6 separate regions of the Mus musculus genome follow, and regions 1, 2, 3, 4 and 6 are each linked to region 5. A link is a contact called in public HiChIP or PLAC-seq and promoter capture Hi-C data. All regions are on one chromosome and are shown on one strand. The core of a region is the stretch at or near the end of the contact, and the rest is flanking DNA. Distances in the headings are between cores, read along the strand shown. Region 1 holds the start of Zfp593 (zinc finger protein 593). Region 2 holds the start of Maco1 (macoilin 1). Region 3 holds the start of Tmem50a (transmembrane protein 50A). Region 4 holds the start of Syf2 (SYF2 homolog, RNA splicing factor (S. cerevisiae)). Region 5 holds the start of Aunip (aurora kinase A and ninein interacting protein). Region 6 overlaps Maco1 (macoilin 1).

Region 1 (4,492 bases), core at 230-2,729, 270 kb before region 5:
TGGAATCTCCCTGGGGCAGAAATGGCGCCTGCATCTTCTTTACCCAGCTGCGCCATCTTATACCCTTCTTCCTGCCTAGAAGCCTCAGTTGACCCTTCACGTGCACCCTCTGTGCTCTCCCAGATGCAGGTGGCTGGGGAGCTGAAGGCAGAGCCCCGGAGTCCCCTGGTTGGGATTGTGGCTACATTGTTGGCTGTCCTCGGGTTAGGTGGCTCCTGCTATGCAGTATGGAAGATGGTGAAGCAGCGGCAACCATCACAGGCCCCGTGATGAGGCGGGTAGCCTCTCGCCCAGGCTTGGAGGTAGGCGATTCAGGGGAGGGGGCTGCAATATCCGAATCCCACTTTTTTCCCCTTGGGGATTAGTCTCAGCCATCGCTAGATCCTACTCCCAAGTTTTACGCTGTACCTAGCCAGACTCCAGCCTAGATCCAAAGAAGCAGGGGGAGGATACCCGTTCCAAAGCTGGACCTAGTAGGGAGTAGACATCTTGGCCCAGAAACCCCTGGTAAGGGAAGTTAGTATCGGAGGTGTGCCCTCTTGTCCAGGTCCTTTATTTTGGGCAGAACACCCGGAAGAGAGCATCTCCGCAAACCGGAAATCCAAAATACACACTCTCAGCTTGGCTGATGAACCACTGCCCATGGGCAGTTCCTCTGCCCTGCATCCTTAGGCCACTCAGGTGGACGTGTCCATCTCAGGGATATCAGTGGACACTTCTGTGGGCACGCCCAGCCGCTGGGGTTGAACATACGAGCCCATGCCCGCTGCCCTCTCAGCTTCTTCCTGACTGTAGGGTTCGACACTCAGCTGCTTCAGCCTGGGAAAAAGAAGAGTTGGAGATCGGAGCTCACCGAGTGCAAACCCTTCCTGCATGGCACCCATCCGCCAGTCCTCTACTGACCCCTCCATACCTTTTCTTGTGGTCTTTGGATCGGAAATGGGTCTTCAGGTTGGCTGAATCGATGAAGTACCTCCTGCAGGAATGTAGGGTGAGGGAAAGAGTGAAGGGGTGAGGTCTCTCACACCTCCCTGGCCCTAGCTCGTTCCCAGACATCGGATTCTGAACCCGAAGTGATAAGTGGCGGGTTGACCCAGGGATCCCAAGACAGAACCTTCTAGCGGCTCGCGGCCCGGACCTCGCTGCCCCTAGCTAGTACCTCAGACCCTGCTCCTCCCCAGGCTGGACTCACGCGCAAGCCAGACAGCGATGCAGGCCGCCCCCTGGCAGGTCCGGGTCGGGCTCCGCGTCCGGCTCCGGCTTGGGCCGCGGGAGCCCCTGCGGCCTCAGCTCGCGATGAATCTCATCCAGGTCCGGCCGCCGCTTCTTGGCCTTCATCTGGCGGGCTAAGGAATGTGCTCGGTGCGCGCCGGTCCGCCGAGAGCGACCCATGATCAGAGAGACACCCACACACAAGACCAAGAAACAGGGAGTAGGGAAAAGACCCACACGTGTTGGCGCTTCCGGGCCGCCCAGTGACGTCACGAGAGGCCCGCCCGGGGGCGGAGCAGGATTGGACAGACTGCCTCTGATGACGTCACGGTCGGGTTGGCCGTTTGAGCGCCCCCAGATGGTCGTCGATGATAGTGACTGGGCTCTCGCGGGGCGTGAGCGGGCTTGAGGGGAGCCGGTCCCACTATTCTGCCCGCCCCATCCTCACTTGCCGGTTTCCACACCCCGAATTTCAGTGGTAGGGGATGCTTTTAACGTCTCTGGAAGCACTGTTGCTTGTGCCATGAATAAATTACTTCATAAATGAGAATTAGTGTGGAATCATGGATGGGTCACCCAGAGATACCCCTAGGTTCTAACAAAGAGCCTTGTTCTCCTCACCTACCCCCCACTGGCGTTTCATTTTACATCTCTCCTCTGTTCTCCCTCCCCCACTCTCAAGCAAATTCCTGGGGCAAAAAGCAGAAAATTGTTTCACAAAGAATCTACCACCTAAGGGGTCTGTCCTTGAAGAGTGCTCAGCTCTTTTTACAAAAAGAGCTTTTTGTCTGTTGTTGGTTGGTTGGTTGGCTGCTTGCTTGCTTGGTTCTTCAGAACTGGGGTTGGTGTCCAGGGCTTCATATAATCCAGGCAGGCAGTCTAACAGAGGAGTTTGGGGTGGGGCACCACATCACTAGCCCAAGAGGAAATGTCCCTAGAAGAAGCCCCCCACCTTTGCTTTCTTTCTTTATGCCCAGGGAGGGCTGGCAGGAAAGGGGGAAATGACCAAGAAATGGTGCCTCTGCTCATCTTGGCCTGGTGCCTCTCAGGCTGGCCAGAGCCAGCTCCACTATATGGGGGCAGAGGACCTCAGCAATAATTAAGCATTCTGGCTCTTTGGAACCAGTTGCCAGGAAACAGGGAGTGAGGCACGTGCATCCCTGGGGAGAACAGGTTTCTAGGCCAGACCCGAAGTGAAATGGAAGCCCAGCGTGCTGACTGGAGGTCTGGGATCTTCCAACTCCAACTTATGAGGACTGGGTAGACACAGGGTGGGACCCTGATGAGGACCCAGCTAGAATGGCAGCGATCACAGGATGCATAGGTATGGCTCCTGGACTCAAGACTCCACTCAAGTGGAAAACTTTTTCTACAGCTATTGAGCCGCCATCAGTATTCCCGACTGCAGGCAGAAAAATGGACTCTCCAAAAAGCTGACTTTATTAACTTTGGCCAATTTGGGTCAAGACTTGGGGCTGAAATGGCACAAGCCTGCCCCAACCTCAGAATCCGTGGGATCAAGTTTACCTGCCTGGCACTGTGCCAGCTGGGGAGACTGGTGCATCTTTCATGAAGTCACCGGATCCCGGGGACAGGCTCTTGGTTCTTCCAAGTTTCTGGGACCAGAGCCACTGGTGCCCACTGAGCTACCAGCCTTCTGTGCCTGAGTGCCAGGACCCTTTTCCCCTGCAGCCATGAACCAAGCCTTCTGGAAAACTTACAAGTCCAAAGTGCTACAGACGCTGAGTGGAGAATCTGAAGAGAACTTGGCAGAGGAGGTGGGTACTGTCCTTATTTTCTAGGCCAGACAGACAGCCAGCCAAGGTAGGGAGCACAGAGAGCATTAAATAGTCTGGGGAAGAAGACAATTGTAGGTGGGCTTCCAAACAGCACAGCGCAGCGACAGAGATGTTCAAGAAAATGAAGGAGAGCTAGGGCCATGAGAGAAGCAGTCGCTGACTCCAAGGATCTCAGGAGCTGCCATACGAAAAAGATCGTTCCAACGCCAATATCGGCAGTAGACACAAAAGTACGTTACACTTTATACAGCTTTCTAGTGGACAAAGTTAAGCAAAAGTGGGATCCCTTGCCTGCAGAGTAGTGAGCTCCTGTTTATGGCAGTAGGGAGTGGCTCTCACCCTCTGCGGACCACAGTAGCAGCATCTGATGAAAGCCATACTTAGGCCGTACTTGGTTGTGAGAGAGAAGGCAAAAAGGACTTTGAAACTAAGACCGTTTATGTCTAGTAGTTGTGATAAATGGCAGTTACACAAATAGATGCGGCAGGGGGCAGGGACAAGCCCGGCGAGGGGGTGGATAAGCCTATGATTGGACAGGTGCGTGTCCAAGACTGGCTTCCTGTGGATGTGTCGGCAAGAGAATGCTACAATTAGTGTCTCTGTGGACAGTCCGGTGCAGATGTGAACTGGATTTAGTGAGTTTCCATACATGTGCGTTTTGAGCAGAATTCTGTACCTGCGTGCTTTCATGTGGGCATTTCCGGGGGCTACGTTTGGTTGGTAGAGAAATTTGGAGGGCTGTGCCTAGGTCTCTGTTTAGCCAGCTTCCTGCAGGAGAGGACACAGGAATGAATTGCTTAGCCTCGTGAGTGCTCTTGCCCGGGTGCCTAGACTGCACACCCGTGTGTATACAGGGGGAGAGGTCTAGCCACAAAGACGCTTGTGTGTCTGTAGTAGCACACATAGTGTGCCATTGTGCAAGGTTTCCAGTTCGTTCAGCTGTGTTTGGGAGTGGGCAGATGTAGGTGCTCAAGGGTATCTGCAGAGATTTACCATGCAGCCCTGCGTATGTGAGCAGAAGCATGATGAAGAGATGTGTGTGCCCGCAGGCATTCCTCTGGGCTCCAATGGAGATGCAGGGTGTGTGGGAGATGCACTTCTATGGTACATAGGCTGCCTAGTGCTGGTTAGCAATGGGGCTCCTCTCATGCTTGGGGTTGGGGGTGTCTTATGTCCCAGAGGGAGAGCCCCACCTTGGAGGAGTCTGAGAAGGCAGAACCCACGGAGGAGACGTTCAACCCCATGTCACAGCTGGCCCGCAGGGTGAGTCTGACAGTCTTCCGTTCAAGCCTTGGAAGCCTGACAGAGGCTGTGGTGAAGCCCTGGAGGCTGGTCCATTCCTGACGCCCAGTTCTCTCCTCCCAGGTTCAGGGGGTTGGGGTGAAAGGCTGGCTGACAATGTCATCTCTGTTTAACAAAGAAGACGAGGACAAACTGCTGCCACCAGAGCCCTGTGCTGATCAGTATGTGTGTCCTTAGGG
Region 2 (4,650 bases), core at 977-3,476, 340 kb after region 5:
GATAAAACACCGTATGATTTTCCCATTGCGGTACTCCATAACACAAAGAAACAGAGATGGGAACTGAAATACTCTGCCTCAAACAAAAAAGACAGGTAGACATATATTTATGTTCCTTTACTGACATTTAACAAAGAAAGCCCAACAGAGCTGAGAGCAGACAGAGCTGAAGCACCAATTAGGTTTTTGAAGTTTTACACATGAAACTGAATGATGGACGTAGTGTTTTTACTATTAACCTTTAGGGTAAGGAAATTCAAAGGCTAAGTAAGGCCCATTAGTATAACAATAGATCTTCATTAAAAGAGGAACTCCATGTCAACTGCTCCGCTGCTGAGTTACAAGTCATAAACCAGGTGTTTGTTTAAATAGGAAAAAAGCTAAAATACACCAGAAATCAGGCAAACAACACAGCTGTTTCCAATCTTGTCATGAGGGGGCTCATCTTCTGTGACTGTGAATAGAAATTCAAATACCACAGGGTCCTAACCTGCCAACTTTAACACACTTTTTCTATTTTCTATTCTTGCGCTGCTATTAATGGGAAGTTCTTCTAATGTTTTCAATGGCTAAGGAAAAAAGCCTTCCTTCATTCAAGAATTTATAGTACGCAGGCTTGCCTCCACCCATTCAATCTGCCAGAAAATTTTGGGTTTGCTTTTTCAGTTTTACTTATTGTCACATCTGATTCAACAACCATGTTCATCGGTTTTGCTAACAGCTGTGTCCTGACTGACTCCAACACTGTTGAGCAAATAGTATTCACGTTTGTTGAATGAATGGATGCGATCCGTGGCTCCTTACGTATCATCTAGCCTAGGATTTTGACTTCTTACTCCTTTTAAACTTGAAGAATCCCCCTTCATGGTTAGGTAAGTCACCTGCCTGTGGAGGGCAGCCACTTCACACGTGTAAACAACCGCATGTGTAAGGTGTACAGCTATGCTACAACTTGGATGTCATCAGCTACCGCCTGTATTTTTCTCCAAGATTCACAGCAAGACCTAAACCGTAAGGCGCCAAGAGGACTCAAGTAAAGCCTTCAACCGCATGCTGAGCACTCTCTGTCGTAAACTAATTACTTCGCCTCGGAAATAGGCATTTCCAGAAAATAACCTCCGCACACAAATTGGGCTTGGGGAAGCTGTGACAGTCACCGAAATGCCCCATGAACCTGTTGTCCTTCTGTCCAGGAGAAGTGGATTCAATTTCTATTTAAAGGGACACCACTTTCCTTCATGAACAGAGGATTTAAAAAAAAAAAAAAAATCCCCAAACCTGAGTTGGGCGAGAATCCCTGCAAAATATCTGCTTGCAATTGTCAGAATGTTTGCTGAGGAACTGAGAAAAGCCGCGGTCTGGAGCGGTGTCACCGGCACGATCTGGGGGTATCAGCCTTGGGCGCTCCGAGCCAAGGTGGGGACCCCGTGAGGCAGCAGAGCGCAGAAGAGTAGCCGGCGTGGCCCCGCCCCGAGCCCGAGGGTCCCGCGCCCCTGGCAGCTCCTAACTTTGGCGGCTCGCTCGCCCGGCCGCACGCGTCCACGAGCCTCGGGCAGCCAACCCCCGAGCCCAGCGTGACCCGGGCTCGGTAGGGGACCGAGCGCACAGCCTGCTGGGGACCCCCGGGCTTCTGGGCTCCGGGCCGCGGGGGTGCCGCCCCTCCCCCCGACACACCACCGCCAACGGCGGCCCCGTGGCTCCCGCCCGCGCCCGCCGCGCCCTCCGCCTGGCCCTCGCCACACCCCGTGGCCCGGGGCGGACCCTCGGCTGGCTGGCTGGCCCGGCGCTCCGCGGGCGGCGCGCCTCAGGAGAGCCCCCGGCGCGGGCATGCGGCCTAGTCGGGGGGTTACATAACGGGGCCGGGCCCCTTCCGAGCGGCGCCCGGGACCCGCTGGCCCACGCCCGGCACCGCCGCTCACCTGCCGTAGATACCCTCGGTGATCCGGTTCCGCTTCAGGGGGCGGCGGAGCTTACTGCAGTCGGCGTTCCGCCGCTTCATCCTCCCGCTGGGGGGCCGGTGCCCGAGCCGCGCCGCCGCCGCCGCCTCTCACCTCAGCCGCCGTCGCCCGCCCGCCCCGCGTCGGGCCTGAATCCTACCCCTGCGGCCGGTCACACAGACATGGAGCCAGCACCGGGGGGGAGGGGGCCAGGAGGGGGGCGCCGAGCCTCCTCCGCCTTCGGAAACAAAGAAATGACAATTCCGGGGCCCGCCCGCCCCGCACCAGCCAGCCGCCCGCCCCGCCTCCTTTGCCGCGACGGACGGCCCGCATAGCCAATCGAAGGCGCCGCCGCGCCGCGCACGGCCAATCCCGGTGCCCGCTGAGGCAACACGGACCCTTAAGCCCGCCTTTTTGAAGGACAGAAGGACACACCAATCAGGATAAGGCCTAGACGCGTGGCCGGGCCTATCAGAAAAGAGTTAAATAGAGGCTTATAAATAGGCCCTATAAATATAACATCCTATATTATGCCTTGTTGCGAAGGTACGCTTCGCGGTTATTGGGCTGCGTCTCGCCGTGGGGAGGCCCACGTCGGCGTACACCGTGTGGCGCGGCGCCGCGGGCTCCCGCCTGGCGTGTGAGAACCGAACGGCGTGGTGCGCTGCGTGTGGGGACCTTGCGCTGACATGTGCTTCAGTCAGCCGCGTCCTTATGTAAGAGGGCGTCCCGGGAGCGCCGCCGCGGCCCCTTCTGCGGGCAGCCGAGCACGCAGCCATACCGGCCGCGTCAGCCGGGCCACGAATGACAAAGCAAACCACACACACATACACACACACTCACACACACCCTGCCAGCTTCCCGCGACGTGGTGACAGCGCGCCGACCAATCGGAGGTGGTGGGGCGGGGCCTGTGCGGGTCCGCCCCTGGTTCGCGTCACCAGAGAGGGGCGGCCCCTCGGGTGCGCGCGACGCCGCGCGGGGCTGCCGGGGGCGTGTGCGGCGGCGTGGCCGGGCTCCACGTCCGCAGGTTTGCGCAGGCTGAGGGTTCCGCGGGCTCCTCCCCGGCCTCAGAGGCTGCGTGAGGCGGTCGTTTGCTCTTTCCGCCCACTAGCTCTGTAGCTTACCGGTGAGGGCGGAACGGCAAAAAGACAAGTGAGATGCTCAGCGGGGAAACGCGTTTGCTGCCAAGTCTGAGGACCGAGTTCGAACCCGGGAATCCACGTGGTGGGCGGATAGAAGGAACTCCTACAAGTTGCCGCCTGACCTCCCACACGCACGCCCACACAAACACAGTTCCTAAATAAGTTTGGTTTTGGTTTTTAAGCGGCAAAGACTACCGGGCGTTGTTGGTGGCGCACCACTTTGATCCCAGCACTGCAGAGGCATGTGGATCGCTGAGCTCGAGGCCAGCTTGGTCTACGAAGTGAAGACCGCCAAGGCTGTAACATGTACCAACAATTTATATAAACAAACAAATAATAAATAAATAAATAAATAAATAAATAGCAAAACCGGGGAAGTGTGGGAAAGTAGCCATAGGAAGCAAATCACTGGTGGCTCCTGACTACTGGCAGAAGCATTTTAGTGTATGTCTTACACAATTTTCTTGCTTAGTTGTTATTATTTCTATAAAATAGAATCGAGCACATAGTAGACATTTGGTTTCATATCAGAGTCTTCGTTTTACGTGTTGTTACAACCTTTTATAAAGATTTCTTTAAGAGGTTGCAGAATGCCCTAGCAAGTGGCATTGCCACCTCACCCCCTCAGTAACTAGAGTCCCCAGTCATCTAGCACACTTTTACTTTTTTATATGTCCAGTAACTCGATGCCATCTTGATTTGCCCTGGGACCACAGGCACCTCTCCTGGCCAGTGGTCACCCATCTTAGTCAACATCACTCCAAAGCTCTTAAGTTCCCATCAGTGCCTTCAAAGATTTCCCTGGTACCTGGAAGGGAAACCCAGTGTTGATGGTACCCAGAGTCTTAGCATGGGAACTTACTCTCCTCTTGTGAGCCACTCAAGCAAGCAATCCTTTTGAGTTGGTTGGTTGGTTTGAGACAAGGTTTCTTGCTTTGCCTTGGCTGACCTGTAACTTGGTCTATACACCAGGATCATATTTCTCTCTCTCTCTCTCTCTCTCTCTCTCTCTCTCTCTCTCTCTCTCTCTCTCTCTCTCTGTGTGTGTGTGTGTGTGTGTGTGTGTGTGTGTGTGTGTATTTCTTTGATTTTCAAGATAGGGTTTCTCTGTAGCTCTGGCTGCCCTGAAACTTGCTTTATACACCAGACTGGCCTCAACCTCACAGCGATCTACCTTCTGCTGCCTCCCATTGTGCTAGGATTAAGGGTGTGTGCCACCATGCAGGCTTACGTGCTCTGTTTTAAACCCAGCTACCAGTTTGCTCTTCCCTTCTTCCCTTCTTTCTCCCACTTACACCGTCTCTGGCAGTGTGTTAAAGTAGCTAGGGTGAAGCTTGTCCGTCCACCATGGAGGATCAAATCTATACCCTGTGGAGATGCAGTTTTGAAAAAAATGGCAAGGATTCCTGCTGTTTAAGAGCAAGCTTGAAATTCCAGTTTGGCCACTTACTAGCTTGGGCAAGTTACTGAATCCCTCAGAGCCTCTGATTACACTGAGGTCTGCCTTAAGGATGAAGGATAATGAGCCCTCAGAGCCCAGCATCATGCTATTGCTGAAGCAACTCCCT
Region 3 (4,400 bases), core at 1,412-3,911, 400 kb after region 5:
GCCTCGAACTCAGAAATCTGCCTGTCTCTGCCTCCAGAGTGCTTGGGATTAAAGGCGTGTTCTACCACTGCCTGGCATCTTTCTTCCTTTTTTGAAGACAGGGTCTCACTATCTGCTCTGGCTGTCCTGGAACTCACTGTGTAGACCAGGTTGGCCTCAAACTCACAGAGATCCACCTGCCTTGGCCTCCTGAGAGCTGGGATCGAAGGTACACATCACACCTGGCCTTCTTCAACCCTTTAAGCCTTCTGCGCTTACCAAGTCAAGGAGGCATAACCCATAGAAAAAGTAAGTGCATACAAAATGTTTTATTATGACAACTATTAACACTATTAACAACCTCACAAGTCAAACATCACTGAGTAAAGTAAGTTTGGTGGTTGATTATTTTTTAAAAGGACACATTTGAAAACATTACAGATGGGAGGGGGAGGCAGGGAGGGGGTTGGAGAGATGGCTCAGCAGGTAAGAGCACCAACTGCTCTTCCAAAGGCCTTGAGTTCAAATCCCAGGAACTACATGGTGGCTCACAACCACCCATAATGAGATCTGATGCCCTCTTCTGGTGTGTCTGAAGACAACTCCAGTGTGTTTATTTATAATAATAAATAAATCTTTGGGCCAGGGCGGAGCGAGCAGAGGTCCTAAAATTCAATTCCCAACAACTACATGAAGGCTCACAACCATCTGTACAGCTGCAGTGTACTCGTATACATAAAATAGATAAATAAATCTTTAAAAAAAAAAGAAGAAGAAAAAGAAAACATCACATAACCTAAACCGTCTATACAGCCACAGATAAACACATGGAGAGCTAAGGTGTCACAAGGACTTACTAGAACGCCAGCAGCGATGGAGGCGATCGTGTTCCGCTTCTCCCCCCAGTCCATGCACTCAGAGCACCTCGAGCCTTCTAGAAATCCAGACATCTTTTCAGGTCACTAAACCAAAACCATCACAGTTAAACAAGGTCCTTCGGTTTTCTTGTTTCAAAGCTGGCTGTGTTTCTGCAAAATAACAGCTGGATGATAACCTAACACAAGTTACAGATGCGCTTTATTCCAGCTCTACTGATTTCTTCAGGATGTCTGATGCTGCTTTGGTGGGGAGTGAGGTACTAGGGATGGAGTCTACGTTTAATGTAAAACTTGGTTTTAGCTGGGACTGGGGTGGTGGCTGCCTCAGCCTGCAATCCTAGCATTTGGCGGGCTGAGACAGGAGGACTGGGCTCAGTCAGAGGGCCAGCCAGAGCTACACAGTGAGTTTCAGGCCAGTCTGTCCTAAAAAGACTAAACAAGGGGCTGATGACATGGCTCTGCAGTTAAGAGCACTGACTGCTCTTTCAGAGGTCCCAGCAACCACATGGTGGTTCATAACCATCTATAGGGGGATCTGGCGCCCTCTTCTGGCCTGCGGATGTACAGGCAGCACAGCACTCATAAATAAATACAAATTAAGACAAGAAAACAAAACAAAATCAGGATGGTCTTAGCATATTTACATAATATGAATGAAGGTGATTACCTTAACCTTAAACAAAAATGTACTGTCACAAAAATGACATCTCCTCAAAGATGTCACATTTTATTATTTCAAGTCCACTAGTTCTTTAAGTGAGGGCAATGATGCTTAGCCCTCCACAGCTGCTTTCTAAACCTTAAGCTCCCTACTAAAGGTTCCTATTTGATTTTAATAATAAGGACATGATAGACTTTGGTTTTAAGGTAAAAATGTAAACTTGGATGGAAAATACTTCCTCTAGGAATCTGCACATTTTATCCTACATCTGTGTCTTTCATGCCCAGATTAAGAAGAGAACGGCTCAACTTCGGGCTTTATTTCTATTTCGTTTTTTCTCCACTATTTGTCCCTTCACCAAGCCTGCCTTCGGATGTCATTACTTTGTAAAGGGCACTCATCTTACTATCCCTAACTCTGCTACTGATGCTGTTTGTACATTCCCCACAAAAAAGGGCAGGCCTGAAACGAATTCAGACTTAAATAAAGAACGTGCAGTCAAATTACCACGGTCAGCCGAAATTGTCTTAAATCCCATAAAACCCTCCTCCTTCAAGTTCAGCTGTGCAGACCCAGCCGGAGAAACGTAACTCATCTTAATTTCACAGATAAAACCTGAATTAAATACAACTCGCTCACAGTGAACACCCCAGATCTCACATGACTCCCTAAGGAAGGCGATTTCAGTTTTAGCCGCCTCTAAACAAGCTAAAGGGAAAAACTGATAGACTTTTGTGATGAGTTCGGGTCTGAAAATACACTCGTTTTTATCTAATGATTGGAAAGAAAAGCAACCCACTATGTGTAATTGTCGGTTCCCCCAATGGCCCACCCGAGTCCATTTTTCGTTGCACAATTCTTTGACATTTTCAAAGGCAGACCCGCCCTGCAGACTGGAGGAACAGGGCGCGGTTACGCGTGGGCCGAACCCCGACGCGCCACCGTCGGATGAGCGTGCCCAGCTCCACAGTTCTGGGGAAGAGTCCCCGCCACAGGAAGCGGCCCCGCAGGTCGCGGGATCTCAGCCCCGGCGGCGGCGGCGTCCAGGAGCTGGGGCACGGCCACTGCCGCGAGTTCGAGCCCGGCCCGCTGCTCCGCCCTCCCGTCCGCACTCACGTCCAAGTCCGGAGTTGGGAGTCGCGGCGCGTTTGGTAGCCTCGGTTTACTCCAGTTCTGCAAGAAAACAAAACAGCCACAGGCAATCAGACTCCCGGATGTCGATGTGCCGGTCCGCCCCCGAGTCAGTGCGCATGCGGATCGAGAGCGAAGGGCGGATCCCTGGGGTGCAGCCTATGGGCCACGCCCACCGCGCCGACAAGTCTGTGGGTTACCCGGACTCCCTTGTCACTGTGAGAAATGCTAGAGTGGAGCCTGTCTTCTGGGATGGGACCAAGGAAGGGAGGCAACAGTCCACCTGTACTGTTTGGTTTTGTTGTTGTTGTTACACTTTTTAAAATGTATTCTTCTTGTCATTGTGTAGAGATCAGACAGATCACCCACCCTCCAAGAGTGGTCCTTCTTTTCCTTTCGTCATATGGGTCCCAGGAATCAAACTCAGGTTATTTGACTTAGCAGCAAGTACCTGCTTTACCTGCTGAGCCATTTTTCCGGCCCGATGGTGACTTTAAGAGGGCTGGCATGGCCCTGCTGTCATCTCATGTTCACGTGGGTGGCAGGTAGTCAGGAGCCTGTGGCACAGAAGGTGGTTGGGTGGCTCACTGCCTTGCAGGAGGGATCATCTCTCCGGTCCCCAGCATGAAATCTATGTAGCTTTTGTTGAGAGGGGGAATTAGCTGATTAGTATTTGAAACTATACAATACCCCCTCCACACAACCCCCCTTCCCTCCTCCCCCGCCCCCCCGACTGTGCCTGAACCCAGGGCTCTACCACTCAGTCCAGGTTCTAGACCCATAACCTATTTAACTTTTACATGTTTTACATGATGAGTATTTTGCTTGCATGCACATCTGTGCGCCACTGTGCACTGTGCTGGCAGAGGCCAGAAGAGGTGCCTGGAACTGGAATTACAGCTGTTGTGAGCTACCGTGTGGGTGTAGAGAACTGAACCTGGGTCGTCGAGAGAACAGCCTGCACTCTGAATCATCGCGTCATCTTTCCAGCAACTCCAGGACCTATTTTTAAATGGACACATTTCTTAGCCCTAGAGATTAAAGGTTTATTGTGACTGGCTAAAGACTGGTTAATGTCTCAAGGTCAGGCAGTGCTCCCCCAGCCCTGTGTGTGTGTGTGTGTGTGTGTGTGTGTGTGTGTGAGCGCGCGTGTGTGCACATGTGTGTGCATGTAGGCATTTATTTCTTTAGTTGCTATTCTGGACCTCCCCATGCTAAGTTGACATTCTACCTCTGACCTCTGAGCCATCTCTCCAGGTCTTTTGCTTTTGTTTTTGTTTTTTCCCAACATGGTTTCTCTGTGTAGCCTTAGTTTTCCTGAAATTTGTTCTCTAGGCCAGGCTGGCTGGCCTTGATCTCAGAGATCTGCCTGCCTCTGCTTCTCAAGGGCCAGGATTAAAGGCCCACACTACCACCACCACCACCACCAAACCCAAATGCAGATCTTAATGAAAACTTTTAAATGTCTATTCATATTTTTTAACTGCTCTTAGTAAAGCTTCTACGAAGCTAAGTTCTGCAATGAAATCTTGCTGGAGGTCTGCTGGAGCTATTGGGTCCTGTCTGGGTAGAGCTCAGGGTTGGGTGAAGCTCCTAAGTCAAGATGCAGGACTATTGAAGCCACCGGGGCAGTGGAGGTGAAGGGCAGGCCACGGTCCACAGGGACAAACAGCCAAAGCTCCTTCTTCTTTGCGTTGTCTCTACTTCTTTACTGGCTGTATTAGTTACGTTGCTGTTTTTGTGATAAAATA
Region 4 (4,245 bases), core at 1,738-4,237, 420 kb after region 5:
AGCATTGCTGTCACCCAAGAGACTGAAAACCCTGGTCTTAGTTTAGGGAGCTTCCACCCCAGGCGTGGTTAGGTCGTGAACACCAGGTGAGAACTCAACCTCCACCTCCCTGTTAGAGTTACAACCTACTAGTGGGTGCCTCAGGCAGGAGGATTTCACCCTGTAAGCTGAGCTTTGTCCAGCGTCTACTGAGAATAACAATATTCCCTACTGGGCAGAAAGTTTCCTGAGCTTTGCCAGGAAATGGGGATGAGAAAGTATTAAGTCTCAGTCCTCAAATGTGTTAAATTGACAGGAAAGCCAGCCTGTGTATTTGCATTTCCCAACAAATGAGCCACTGTCTATTTAAACACTAAATTCCCTGTCATCACAATTTGTAGTGTGACTAGCAGCTGCCTCTTAAGTACAAATAGTAGGCTGGGGATGTAGCTCAATTGGTTAGAATGCTTCCTGAGTTTCTGTGAACCCAGCATCAGTAACAGTATTTTAGCCCTTCTGGAGGCAGCCCAGGGGCCACATACACAAAGGCAAATTTGCTTTTCTTTTTTTCTTTTTGGGTTTTACTGTGCTTTGAGTAAGGATATACATAGCCATGGCTGTCCTGGAACTCATTGTAGATCAGGCTGGTCCTGAACTGGCCTTGAGATCCTCCTGCCTCGACTGTCCTTGTGCTGTTAGTAAAGGTATGAGCCACTGTGTCTGGTTAAGACCACCCAAAGAGTATAGGTGGCAAGAATGCCCCTATCTATCATTAGCATGCAATTGGACTCAGCATCCTTTGAAAACAAAGATTCACCCTACAGAAAACTTAAAAATCCAATCATCTAGATGTGTATTCCTGGTCACATCCCTTTCTTTGGCCGTTCTTTAAGGTAGCAGTGAATCAGTCTATTTCATATAGCCTTGGATGTCCAGGCTTGCCTCTAACCCCTCAGGTTCTGGGATTAAGGGTGTGGGGCACCATACTTGGAATTTTTTTTTTTTTTTTTTTTGATTTTCGAGTCAGGGTTTCTCTGTGTAGCCCTGGCTGTCCTGGAACCCACTCTGTAGACCAGGCTGGCCTTGAACTCAGAAATCCGCCTGCCTCTGCCTCCCAAGTGCTGGGATTAAAGGTGTGCGCCACCATGCCTGGTGAGATTTTGTTTTTTAAAGGAGGAATGAGGAGCTGGAGATGTAGCCTAGTTGGTAAATATCCAGCAAGGTATAGAACATATGTGGTAGTGCAGGTCTGTTATCCCAGAACTCTGGAGGTAGCAGTCAGGATCAGAAAATGAAGATTAGCTGAGGCTAATGAGGGCACAGGTATTTCATCCCACGAGAGGCAGTAGGATCTCTGAATTCAAGACCAGGATGGTCTTCAGTGAGTTCCAGGACGGGCAGACAGTATAGGGAGACTCAAGAAACAAAGACATATTAAAAGTGATTCAGAGGACGACAGTGACAGCAACTGAAGGTGGTGACAGATTTGTCAAGGCATATTGAGTATATGCTAGTTTACATATAAAATTGCAATTATAGAAATGAAACATCTCTGACATGAGAAGATAATCACAGGATGGAGATGGCTCAGTGGTTGAGTGTGGGCTGCTCTTGTAAGAGGCACCGAGTTTGGTTCCTGGCACACATTTTATCAACTGCCTGAAACTAGTCCCAGTAGATTCAAAGCCTGGCTGCTACACTGAAATGCACAGACTGGAGAGATGGCTCAGTAGGTAAGAGCACTGGCTGTAGTGGAAAGATGTTTCCATCCCAGAACCCACATGGTGGCTCAGGACCACCATAACTCTAGTCTGACCTCCGTCGGCACCAGGCATGCAGGTGGTGCATATATGGATGCAGGCTAAAACCCCATACATAAAAAAAGAAATAGGCCGGCTGTAACTTCCTCATTTAGAGGTATGTATTGCCTTCCATTTGATTTGTGGGGATTTTGTGTGCTAGTTAGACTCAACTCACCTGCCTCACTTCTTCCAGCCAAGTAACTCACTCATTTCTTTTAATCCAGAGACAGGATTTTTCTTTTCTTTTCCTTCCTTTCTTTCTTCCTTCCTTCCTTCCTTTCTTTTTCTTTCTTTTTTTTGGTTTTTCGAGACAGGGTTTCTCTGTGTAGCCCTGGCTGGCTGCCCTGAAACTCACTTTGTAGACCAGGCTGGCCTCGAACTCAGAAATCCGCCTGCCTCTGCCTCCCAAGTGCTGGGATTAAAGGTGTGTGCCACCACTGCCAGGCGCAAGCCAAGTTTTATTAAGCTTGAGAAGTAGCTTCCTACAGGGGAGGGGGACTCAAAAGAGAATTGCCCACAGTTTACATTTTTTTCTTGCCAGTGCTTAAGCTTTTAGATATCCCATGTCTTATAGCACTGGCTAGCCTAGAAGTCACTGTGTAGCCTTGGCAAGCCTCATACTTGATATTCTCCTGCCTCCACCGGCTGAGACGCTAGGAGAATGCCACCACAGCCGATTTGTACCCAGCTATTTTTACACGTGGGATGGCTTTTTCATTTCTAAAATTAATTAGTCGTCGATTTTGAAAGGTACACGTTTCATATATCCCTGTCTTATTCCCGAATTATCTTAGTGACCTTAGTAGTTGCTCTGGTGCTGGAATGTGAGAGTGAACGATATGGGGCCCGCCCTGCTCTTCTACAGTTAGTAACATCAGCAAATTATCTACTCTATGGAAGGGACTTAATGCGGATTAAATTCAAGAGAGACAAGGTTCTTTAGAGCTGGTGACAGGATACGCAGTCCCCAACCAGGCGTCCCATTCTATGTGGTGACAGGTTCGGAGCACTTCCTCATCCTTGTCGTCCCTCCCGGGCCCCGCCCCCGCCCCGCCCCGTTTGCGCCTGCGCATAGCCATACCACGCGTCAGTCCCTCCCACTAAAAGGAGCGTGAGAGGCCGGAAGAAACTGACGCCATCGGGAAGGCTTGAGTCTGGGCCGCGGGCCAGAGGCCGCCGGAAGTGCTCAGCGTTGTTGACGGAAGTAGAGAGAAGGCTGTAATGGCGGCTGTGACTGAAGTTGTGGTGAGTATCACCGGCTTCGCGTAGGTGTCAGTCCGGGAGACGCCGGGGCTGAGGACATGGGTGGGATCCGGGTGCGGCTCCCGGGGAGACCAGGGTGCCGGGCCCAGGCCTGGGCCGTGGCCCCTGGCAGACGCCGAGCCTGAAGCCGGTTATGATCGCAGGTCCCCGCGGATGGCGCGGAAGCCAGGCCCTTGGCGGCCGAGGAGCTGGCGGCGCAGAAGCGGGAGCAGAGACTACGCAAGTTCCGTGAGCTGCATCTGAAGCGGGTGAGTGGCGGGGCTGCGGGCCAGGCTGGCAGTAGGGCTGGAGGAGCAGGAGGAGGAAGGCGCACCACGCACCAGATCTCCGGACCCGGCGTCCCCGGGACCAGATCTCCGCCCGCCGGTGGGTCTGGACTCGGGTTGAGATCGCTTTGACACACGTCAAAAGCCCCACCCGCCTGCTCCACCCGGCCACACCCACATTACCGGGTGTACCTTAGGTTTTTCCTCTTGTTCCATGATTCTTCGTTTTTCATCTAGGGAAATAATTGGTTAGAAATAGTAATCAGACCTTTCTCACCTTAAAAACAGCGAGCACACACTTTCCCTTTTCTCCGAGTTCAGACTCAAAAAAGTATAACTTATTTCCCATCTCTTGTTTGGATGTCTACTCAAATCGTAAGCATGGCTGGCGAGTCACTCTCAACATTAGCATTCTTTCCCAGAAGCTAGCTCCCTCTCACTTCTTTATGTGACTGCTTGGTCATCTGACCCTTTTTCTGAACCTGCTTGTTTTCTTGGACTATAATTCAAAAGGCATGCTATATCTTCTTACTGTCTCCCTTCTAGCACCTGCCAAGATTTTCAGCCTGCTTGACTTGTTTTTGTCTTGATCTCTTTTTTTTTTAAAGATTTATTTATTTTATGTATGTGAGTACACTGTAGCTGTACAGATGGTTGTGAGCCTTTATGTGGTATTTGGGGATTGAATTTAGGACCTCTGCTTGCTCTGGTCACCCCTGCTCTCTCCGGCCCAAAGATTTATTTATTACAAAAATTACTCTGTAGCTGTCTTCAGACATACTAGAAGACAGTGTGAGATCCCATTACAGGTGGTTGTGAGCCACCATATGGTTGCTGGGATTTGAACTTGGGACCTTTGGAAGAGCAGTCAGTGCTCTTACCTGCTGAGCTATCTCTCCAGCTCCTGTCTTTTTTTTTTGAGACAGGGTTTTTCT
Region 5 (4,308 bases), core at 259-2,758:
AACTGTTGTTGGGAATGCAGTGTGTGTGTGTGTGTGTGTGTGTGTGTGTGTGCGCATGTGTGTAATTATATTCCTATCTGGCATTTTGAGGGATTAAAGATCGGCCAGATTGCCAGCCTGGGAAACAGAGAGATTCTGTCTGGAAGTAAAGAAAGGACTGGGAACTGCTCATGAAGAGCCTTGCATGAGACACTTCATTCAGTCCCCAGAACTGCAGATGAATAAGGAAACAGATAGGACATGTCCCGCCACTTATAATATATTCTAAGGGTTTTCGTGTAATACATATGAAATTCATATATAAAATTTATATAAAACCAGACATACGAAAAGTTACAAGAAATATTCACCCAGGGCTGGAGAGAGGGCTCACTGGTTAAGAGTGTGTCCTGCCCTTCCAGGAGATCTGAGTTTGATTTCCAGCACACATATTGGGTGGCTCACAATCTCCTGTAACTCTAAATAATAATTACAAACTTTCTTTTAGTTCTGCTTTGAACTGACAGAGATCTGCCTGCCTCTGTCTCTCAAGTGTTTGCATTTAAGCCTCCCATGCCTGCTAGACAAGCACTCTAACAAATGAAGTTACAGCCTCATCCCTGGATTCCAATTTTGTTTCTTTTGTTTTTTTTTTTGAAACAGTGTTTCTCTGTCCTGGAACTTGCTCTGTACACCAGGTTTGTTTTGTAACTCACAGAAATCCACCTGCCTCTGCTGGGATTAAAGGCCTGTGGTTCCACCACCCAATTCCTTGATTCGATTTTTTATTTCATGTTTTCAAAGATCTTCCATGTATTGGCTCAGTTACTCTTACATGCCAATTAGTGGCAACCCCTAGTGTCGGGTAACCAACCACTGGGTCAGCCAGGGACAAAAGGGTTTAGAGTGGGGTCTAGAACCTGGCTCCACTGCTCCAGGAGGGGAGGCTCTGGAGTAAAACTGTGCAGTCTGAGACTGGAGAGATGGCTCAGCGGTTAAGAGCACTGGTTGCTCTTGCAGAGGACCCTGATTTGATTCCTAGCTCCTATATGGTGACTCAGAAGAGCCTATACTCTAGCTCCATCCTCGGAATCCTACTCTTCTGTCCTCCATTTACACCTATGCTCATGCGCGCATGCCTACAGACACCCCCCAACATAATTCTTAAAAATTATGCATAAATATATTTACATAAATATATCAACACAATATATTAATATACACTCACTTATAGAGTATATGCATGTATTTTATTTTATCATGTATTCTATAATACTTATATAGTATAGTCACAAATTATATGAGTACATATTATATATGTGGATACATATTACATATTATAATATGTATTCATATATATATTTCTGAAAAAAAGTGCAGTCCTGCCAAACCAAACTTGGTAGTGACCTACACATGCAGAGGGTGCAGAGTCCACACAGGAATGAAGAGCAAAGCAGGAAGAGCTCCCGGGAACCGCCCGGCTTCCTTAGCGCACTGGGCGTGGTTAGGGGCGGGGCTTACGTCATTACGGCCGGGCAGAGCCCTGCCTCCTGCAGTGGCGGGAGATCTGAACGCGGGTTGGCGCTAACGCCGGCTGCAGTGGTGCGCGGTGCGCGGCCGCCATGAGGCATAGAGGGCCCGAGGAGGAGGCGTGTGGTGTGTGGTTGGACGCGGCGGCGCTGAAGAGGCGGAAGATGCAGGTGGGACGCCAATATTGAGGCGATACGCGGGCTTTGGGGGACGCCTGAAGGGAGGGGGTCGGCATAAAGGGAGGACGGGATTCGGGGCGACTGGCAGCGTGAGGCCTTTGAACTGGCGCCTCAGGCGTCCTGTGGCATGCTGGGAAGGGCTCCACGACTGGTCACCTACAGGGTGCGGTCTACCCAGTTTGCCAGAACCAGCAACATGGAAAATGCAGATCAGATCGGGGATCTGGCCCAACATTAAATGAGCATCCCTGGGGTGCTGGAGACTAATTGGGCGTTTAATATGCGTTGGCTGTGTCATTAATCTTTTTTTTTTTCACTAGTGAAAGAGGGTTGAGTAATCCAGGTTCCCCCAGTTCGCTTATTACCAACAAGTGTTAGACAATTGCTTGTTTAGCATCTTATGCTGGCCGTTGTGTTTAGGGTTTTAAGTAATATTACCTTGTTTGGTCCAGCTATATGCTAGTATCAGTCCAATTACCTAGGCAGAACATGATATGTCCCCATAAGTAGTTTCAAGAGAAATGTGACTTTTGGAGTTTAGAAAGATTGCTGTTGATTTGAGACTATTAAAGCAGATTGAATGGAACAGGTGGAGATCTGAGATTTAAATAGTATGATTAGCAGTCTAAAGAGCAGCTGTTAACCATTTTTTGCTGATGAAAAATTGGAGATTCTTGGTTTTTGTTTTGTTTTGAGCCAGGGTTTTTTTTCTGTTATGTAACTGGCTATTCTGGAACTCACTGTGTAGAGCTGGCTGGCCTTGAGCTCAGAGATCCACCTCTTTGCTTCCCTAGTGCTACGATCAGCGTGTGCAACCACACCCGACTGAAAAATTGAGGATTCTTAAAGTCATCTTACAACCGAAGTCATTTTCTTCCCCGGGGACAGCGTTTCTCTGTGTAGTCCTGGCTGTCCCTGAGCTCAGAGAGCCACCTGCTTCTGCTTCCCAAGTGCTGAGATTAAAGGCCACCATTGCCTGGCTGAAGTAATTTTTTGAGGGTAACAAACTTTCACATTTTTTTCCTCTTAACATTTTTGGAGCCGGGCGTGGTGTCGCACGCCTTTAATCCCAGCACTCGGGAGGCAGAGGCAGGCAGATTTCTGAGTTTGAGGTCAGCCTGGTCTACAAAGTGAGTTCCAGGACAGCCAGAGCTATACAGAGAAACCCTGTCTCGAGAACAACAAAAACAAACAAACAAACAAACAAACAAACAAAAAAACCAAACCAAAAAAAAGAACATTTTCGGAATAGGTAATAAATCGATGTGTTCTGAAATGTAAACATATAGTCTGTGAGATATACTCCTGGCTTTGCCTGTAATTAACACACACACACACACACACACACAAATGCATCTTTTTCCTATTTACAAATAGTTGCATGCTATACACTGGCAATTTGTGTATATTTAGGTTTTTTAAATTATTTTAATGATATCATTGTGTGTGTGTGATATGTACAGGAGTACAGGTGCCCACGGAGGTCAGAGGTGTGAGAGACCCTCCCTGAAGCTGGGGTTACAGGTAGTGGTAAGCCACCTGATATGGTGCTGGGAATCGAACTCGGGTCCTCAGGAAGAGTCCTGTGCGCTCTTAACCACTAAGCTGTCTCTCCAGGCTGTCCCCACCTACCCTGTCCCCACGGATGTCTGTGTCGGTGACTTTGGAGGGGGCAGTAGTTGCACGCACTTGTGAGCTGTGTGATACGAGCACTGGTGTAAGACCCCCATGCTGGACCTCCGCTCAAGTCCCGGGATGAGCTGGCCAGCACCCCAGTGACCGAGAGAAAACCACACCCGAGGCAAACCGCAAGAGGTTTTATCATCAGCTAGCTGAGGACGAAGTCCCAACGCTGTGCAGGGCACCGGAGCGGACAGCAGGGGGCTTTTAACAACTAGCTGAGGAGTTGGGAGGAGTTGGGAGGAGTTGGGAGGAGTTCTTCTCTTCCGGGTGTCCTTGGTGAAATTTACAAGGCAGGAGTGGGGAGTGAGTTCTTTCTGAATTTTTATCTCCCGAGTCCTCCGCACAGGAAGGCAGGCATCTCTGGTTGTAAAGTATAGAAACAAAAAGGCTTTTTGCTGGCTATAGAGAACAAAGAGCTTCTTTCTGGCTGTGTTTTTAGAGATCAGGGAAAACAAGCTTGGGGAACATTTAGGGGCTTTACCTTCCAGGGAGAAACGCTCTAAGTCGGGGTCCCACACTGGGAACTGAACTTGGCTCCTCTATATGGGCAGCAAGCTTTCTTAACCACTGAGCCATGGCTCCAGCCTGAAGCTTGGGTTTTTAATTCTTGCCTCGTGAATCGGGTTTTCCTAGAGTTGCCTTCATGCCTTTGTAATTCAGGGACATGTATAGAATGTCGTTCATTGTAATATTACCGTAGTTGGCTCAGGCTGCCGTAATGAGATACCATAGACTAGATGGCTTAAACAACAGAATTGGGGCTGGAGAGATGGCTCAGCGGTTAAGAGCACCAGCTGCTCTTCGAGGTCCTGAGTTCAAATCCCAGTAACCACATGGTGACTCACAACCATCTGTAATGGGATCTGATGCCCTCTTCTGGTGTGTCTGAAGACAGCTACAGTGTACATATACATAAAATAAATAAGTAAATCTTTTA
Region 6 (4,240 bases), core at 985-3,484, 310 kb after region 5:
CATGCTCAGAAGTACACATTCAAGATCTGTATACTTTAGTGTGGATATGGCATATTGCAGTAGGAAACTGCTTGAATCCAGAGCTTCCTGAATACTAGACTCTCCCACTGAGCTACATTTCTAGCTCAGGAAACCTCATCACCCCCGCCCCCCTTCACCCCAAGACAGAGGCTTACGATGAAGCACTGTAGAGCAGGTTGGCCTCAGAGATCCACCCACTTCTACCTCCAGAGAAATGGTTTGTTTTGAAAATACAAAACAATTTATTCTCATAAAAAAATAGGACAAAAATGCTTCAGTCTTTTCCTAACTACTGTCATTAGCTCCACCAACTCTTAATTACTGCTTTCCAAAGCGTGATAGTTAAGATCAGCGTCCCTGCCTGAGAAACCCTGGGCTTCACGATCACTACCTAATGACATTAGTTGAGTACGCTAAGAGAAAGTCTCAGTGACCTAAGAAATCCATAATCTAAGCATTTCAAATACTGACAAAGAAACTTCTACTAAAGACTAAAGACTGTCTGAGCTGCCTGAGCAGCAAAACCTCGACTTAAAAGCACAAGTCAAAACGCAGTGAGCAATCTCCATGGGCTACTGCAAGAAACTGTCACTTTGAAGACCTACTACATAGTTCAAATTTTTACTGAAACAGGTGGTAAAATGATTTATAACCTCTCACTGGGTTTAACTTTTTACTATAAGAATAAAATGCAGCCGGGCAGTGGTGGCGCACACCTTTAATCCCAGCACTTGGGAGGCAGAGGCAGGCGGATTTCTGAGTTCGAGGCCAGCCTGGTCTACAGAGTGAGTTCCAGGACAGCCAGGGCTATACAGAGAAACCCTGTCTCGAAAAACAAACAAGCAAACAAACAAAAACAAGAAATGCACTCAGCATTAAAAAAAAAAAAATCTAACAAAAGAATTCAAAGTGTAAACAACTCACACTCCTCTCATTTAGGCTGAATCAAATCATACTCGGCTTGCATCTGATGTACTTCTTCCCTACGAGCCTTTTCCCCACTTTCCATGCATGTAATACATTTATCATGAAGGGGGTTAACACACATACAGCCTGAATATCAGCTGCACCTTCACCTACTCAGACACTTTCCTTAAACTACTGCACGGTGCTCTACTGTATGGTGCTAACAACTGCTCAGTGGATGAAGGTGCATTCTATAACCCACACCATGAAAGGAGAGAACCAACTTCCAGAAGTTGCCCTCTACCTCACACGCCATACCTTATATATATGTGATATATATGTGCGCGCGCGTGCGCGCACACACACACACACACACACACACACACACACACACACACACACACGGGGAGTATATAAGGACATTTACTGTATAATTTACTTACACAGGCTCTCTTCCCCTTCTTTTTAGCTAGGGTCTTATTATGTAATCCTGGCTGCACTTGAACTCACAGAGACCTGCCTGCCTCTGTCTCCCAAGTACTGGGATTGATGATGTATATCATTATGCCTGGCCACTCCATTTTCTAATTTTATAAGACGTGGCTCAATTGTTGTATCTGCTTAATAGAATGATGGATGCTGGAAATTTTAGGAGAAATATGTGAATTAGCAAGCTGAACTGAACTGAGACAGTCAGGTGCTAGGGACATTTAGTAAGCAGATATGACTACCTGTCTTAATGGTACACTTAACCCCCTTGGAGCTGAAGGTCAATACTTCTCTAGGTAAAATACACATGTATAATGTATTAATGAGAAGAAAGAAGTTCTGATTAAATAGTGTTAAGAGGTTAACGCAACATCTTCAAATGTATGCACAACACTCAATTTAACTGCCAATAGCTACCTAAACTAGAAGCAAGTCATAGAGAGAAACAAGATACAAATATAGGTAATAGTTACAACCTTCAAAATTCCAGTCGGATCAAAGGGTAGAGGACAGTACTTCCCTACCATCATGGACTCCCATCTCTCAGAGCTAAGCCTGCTCTGCCCTACCAGGGCTTCTGAGGGATTAAGGAACTCTTCCTACAAGTGCTACAACCTCATCAATTTTAGCGAGGAAGCAAATGTACTTCCTGCTTGCCCAGCCCCTGTGGGCTGGCTGGTGGGACCAGCACTGGCATAAATTCTGTGTACTTCTGTCTAGTTGTAACCAGTTACAGGTCACAATGACCTGATAGCCAGCCCAAAGCTCTGAAGCACTCACCTAGCTCTTCAGAGACGGGACCCGCCTACAGAAGCTCTCTCAACGGTCCTCAGGTCAGGCTGCAGGGCACCTAGGAAGTGGATTTGAAAGCTAAGGGCCCTCTTACCTACTCTAGTCCTATCTCTTCCCCTAATCTCAGTTATTCCCTAATCCTAACCCCAAGCCAAACTCTATGTAGTTGATAGCTGTTTAAATTCAAGAGGAAAAGATTTACATTTTAATAAGGGGAATCTCCAAACTGACTGAAGGAACTGAATGCAGATGACAGCCTTAGGCAGGCGAGATAAGAAAAACACCCCCAAGTTCTCAAGTGCCAGCCTGCACTTGGACAGATATTTTAAATATCTGAAGTTAGGGAGACCCAGAATCTAAATGTTTGTATTTCTCTGGTGATTGCCTGGAATCAGACCAAGGCAAAGATTTCTCAGAAGTTTAAAGGTTTAATGGTGCTGTGAAGTACCTTTTTTTTTTTTTTAAATAAAGCCTGCCTGTGAGCAGAGGGGATGCTTAAGGCACAGGGTAGTGAGTTTTGACAAGAGAAAGATCTGTGAGGAACAAGCTGATCTTTCTTTTTCTTTCTTTCTTTCTTTTATTTATTTATTTATTTTGGTTTTTCCAGACAGGGTTTCTCTGTGTAGCTCTGGCTGTCCTGTAACTCACTTTGTAGACCAGGCTGGCCTCGAACTCAGAAATCCACCTGCCTCTGCTGGGATTAAAGGCATGCGCCACCACGCCCAGCTCAAACTGATCTTAATAAGAATTCACCAAGAGAAAACTTGGCTCTGCAGCCACTCTAGGAGTCGTGCACCACCATGTCTCTTTGGGCTGCTGGCTGGACTCCTGGACCAGGGGGGTCAGGACCCTTGGCTCTGCAACTTTCCTCTATGTTTCTAGACCATACCCTGCTTCTAGTGGCAAAGGGGAATCTGAAAACCATGTCTAAGTTATACAGACATGCAACTGAGGCAAGTTTCCTAATGAACCCTGCTACCGATCTGTTTCCTGACACCTGCCTGTAACTGTGCAATGGGAACAGAAAATCCTACCCATTCTTCAAGGCACACTCTAGCACTGTGTGTCATAGTGCTTTCTGGAGAAGCCCTTGTGCTCTGGACGGTTAATGTGCTCATGCTTTGTGTTGGGCCCCAGCCATTCTGATGCTGAATCTGCTGTGTGAATGTGTCTCAGGGACGGGTAAAACAACTGGAAATAGAGACTATGTTCCTAAAGTTTCACGGAATTCTTACACATCGTGTCACTGATTCTCACACTGTGTCCTTCAGTGTCCTTACTCAGTAATCAGAATAGAACAGATCAGGCCAATGTCATAACTCTAGACGCAACAAACACACCCATAACTAGTGGCCTTCGATTCAGCTTTAAGAGATAGGATAAATGAATGTGTGTGCTTATGAAGGGAGGCACATATGAAAAAAGCCAATGAAGAGCCTCATCAAGAATCTAACTCCATGAGTAGTCCCTGTGTACTTTAACTCAAGATAGGACTTGTTTTAGATAAATGAAAGACCCAACCCCAGAAGAAATACTGATAATCCCCCATACCAATTTCCACTCCCCTGCCAGATCACCCACACTGACAGCACAGGCAGCATGGGTCCGTCAGGGCAGTATATGCCACGTACCTGACAGATAGCTACATGCTCCTATGTGAGATCTACCTACACTGACTGGAAGCTGTTCCAATACAGTCTATCAAGCACAGCTCAGCAAATACCAAAGTGAAGCTCTCTTGTACCTCATGGTAGGACAATTGCTTACCAGACACAAATGTCCAAAATAAAACACCATCCTGATGGACTGATTACTAGGTGAAACTGTACTAAAAAACATCTTATATATCTGCTCCATCTCCTGTCACACACTGCGGAGCCTCCAATAGGCATGGTCCCCACAGAATCATGTGTTTAAATGCCTGGCCTTAGAGAGTGACACTATTAGGAGGTGTGGCCTTGTTGGAGTAGATGTGGCCTTGATGAAGGAAGTGTATCACTCTGGAGGTAGGCTTTGAGGTCATATATACTCA

What was found. HiChIP or PLAC-seq counts read pairs in DNA pulled down with a chosen protein or histone mark. Capture Hi-C pulls out chosen DNA fragments and counts their contacts.
Region 1: an H3K4me3 HiChIP or PLAC-seq map of embryonic stem cells shows a contact between it and region 5, with 11 read pairs. The contact joins the promoter of Zfp593 here to the promoter of Aunip in region 5. A contact is called at or near these places in 1 of 39 promoter capture datasets (erythroid cells), 1 of 484 Hi-C or Micro-C datasets (B cells), 5 of 115 datasets of contacts at active chromatin or transcription factors (bone marrow-derived macrophages, embryonic stem cells and pancreatic cancer cells) and 3 of 9 other capture datasets (adipose tissue, liver and pancreatic islet).
Region 2: an HNF4G HiChIP or PLAC-seq map of pancreatic cancer cells shows a contact between it and region 5. The contact joins the promoter of Maco1 here to the promoter of Aunip in region 5. A contact is called at or near these places in 3 of 39 promoter capture datasets (the HPC-7 cell line, neural stem cells and second pharyngeal arch cranial neural crest), 1 of 484 Hi-C or Micro-C datasets (bone marrow-derived macrophages), 11 of 115 datasets of contacts at active chromatin or transcription factors (embryonic forebrain, embryonic limb bud, embryonic stem cells and 7 more) and 1 of 9 other capture datasets (pancreatic islet).
Region 3: a contact with region 5 is called in a promoter capture Hi-C map of pancreatic islet. The contact joins the promoter of Tmem50a here to the promoter of Aunip in region 5. A contact is called at or near these places in 1 of 39 promoter capture datasets (embryonic stem cells), 2 of 484 Hi-C or Micro-C datasets (B cells and granulocyte-monocyte progenitors), 14 of 115 datasets of contacts at active chromatin or transcription factors (the 230-238 cell line, the SCID.adh cell line, bone marrow-derived macrophages and 8 more) and 3 of 9 other capture datasets (adipose tissue, embryonic stem cells and pancreatic islet).
Region 4: a contact with region 5 is called in an H3K27ac HiChIP or PLAC-seq map of embryonic stem cells, with 2.1 times the contacts expected there. The contact joins the promoter of Syf2 here to the promoter of Aunip in region 5. A contact is called at or near these places in 3 of 39 promoter capture datasets (embryonic stem cells and liver), 7 of 115 datasets of contacts at active chromatin or transcription factors (bone marrow-derived macrophages, craniofacial prominence, effector CD8 T cells and 3 more) and 2 of 9 other capture datasets (embryonic stem cells and pancreatic islet).
Region 6: a contact with region 5 is called in an H3K27ac HiChIP or PLAC-seq map of embryonic stem cells, with 7 read pairs. The contact joins the enhancer-like site here to the promoter of Aunip in region 5. A contact is called at or near these places in 1 of 39 promoter capture datasets (cranial neural crest), 1 of 484 Hi-C or Micro-C datasets (bone marrow-derived macrophages), 10 of 115 datasets of contacts at active chromatin or transcription factors (T-cell acute lymphoblastic leukemia, bone marrow-derived macrophages, embryonic hindbrain and 5 more) and 3 of 9 other capture datasets (adipose tissue, liver and macrophages).

What each region holds. Positions count from the first base shown.
Region 1 is chr4:134,244,112-134,248,603 of GRCm38.p6, forward strand. Zfp593 (zinc finger protein 593) reads right to left here and starts at 1,480. Exons shown (of 3, transcript NM_024215.2): 1 at 1,193-1,480; 2 at 914-976; 3 at 1-819. The coding sequence starts at 1,392. The coding sequence ends at 678. E130218I03Rik (RIKEN cDNA E130218I03 gene) reads left to right here. Exons shown (of 5, transcript NR_040436.1): 3 at 124-302; 4 at 796-991; 5 at 1,312-1,762. It overlaps Gm30191 (predicted gene, 30191), which reads left to right and starts at 2,837. Exons shown (of 4, transcript NM_001372229.1): 1 at 2,837-3,241; 2 at 4,191-4,274; 3 at 4,377-4,474. The coding sequence starts at 3,152.
Region 2 is chr4:134,851,119-134,855,768 of GRCm38.p6, forward strand. Maco1 (macoilin 1) reads right to left here and starts at 2,227. Exons shown (of 11, transcript NM_025382.6): 1 at 1,920-2,227. The coding sequence starts at 1,999.
Region 3 is chr4:134,912,255-134,916,654 of GRCm38.p6, forward strand. It overlaps Tmem50a (transmembrane protein 50A), which reads right to left and starts at 2,662. Exons shown (of 7, transcript NM_027935.2): 1 at 2,635-2,662; 2 at 837-941. The coding sequence starts at 929.
Region 4 is chr4:134,927,993-134,932,237 of GRCm38.p6, forward strand. Syf2 (SYF2 homolog, RNA splicing factor (S. cerevisiae)) reads left to right here and starts at 2,988. Exons shown (of 7, transcript NM_026780.3): 1 at 2,988-3,026; 2 at 3,188-3,292. The coding sequence starts at 3,003.
Region 5 is chr4:134,509,491-134,513,798 of GRCm38.p6, forward strand. It overlaps Aunip (aurora kinase A and ninein interacting protein), which reads left to right and starts at 1,509. Exons shown (of 3, transcript NM_001081099.1): 1 at 1,509-1,679. The coding sequence starts at 1,602. Paqr7 (progestin and adipoQ receptor family member VII) reads left to right here. Exons shown (of 2, transcript NM_027995.3): 2 at 1-747.
Region 6 is chr4:134,815,752-134,819,991 of GRCm38.p6, forward strand. All of the region lies in intron 6 of Maco1 (macoilin 1), which reads right to left. Among named protein-coding and RNA genes, the nearest start is that of Maco1, 35 kb to the right of the region's middle. Within about 2 kb of position 2,235, at least 6 of the 459 cell types and tissues checked have an H3K27ac peak or open chromatin away from gene starts, as enhancers often do. A contact at or near this core is called in embryonic stem cells, where this site is marked.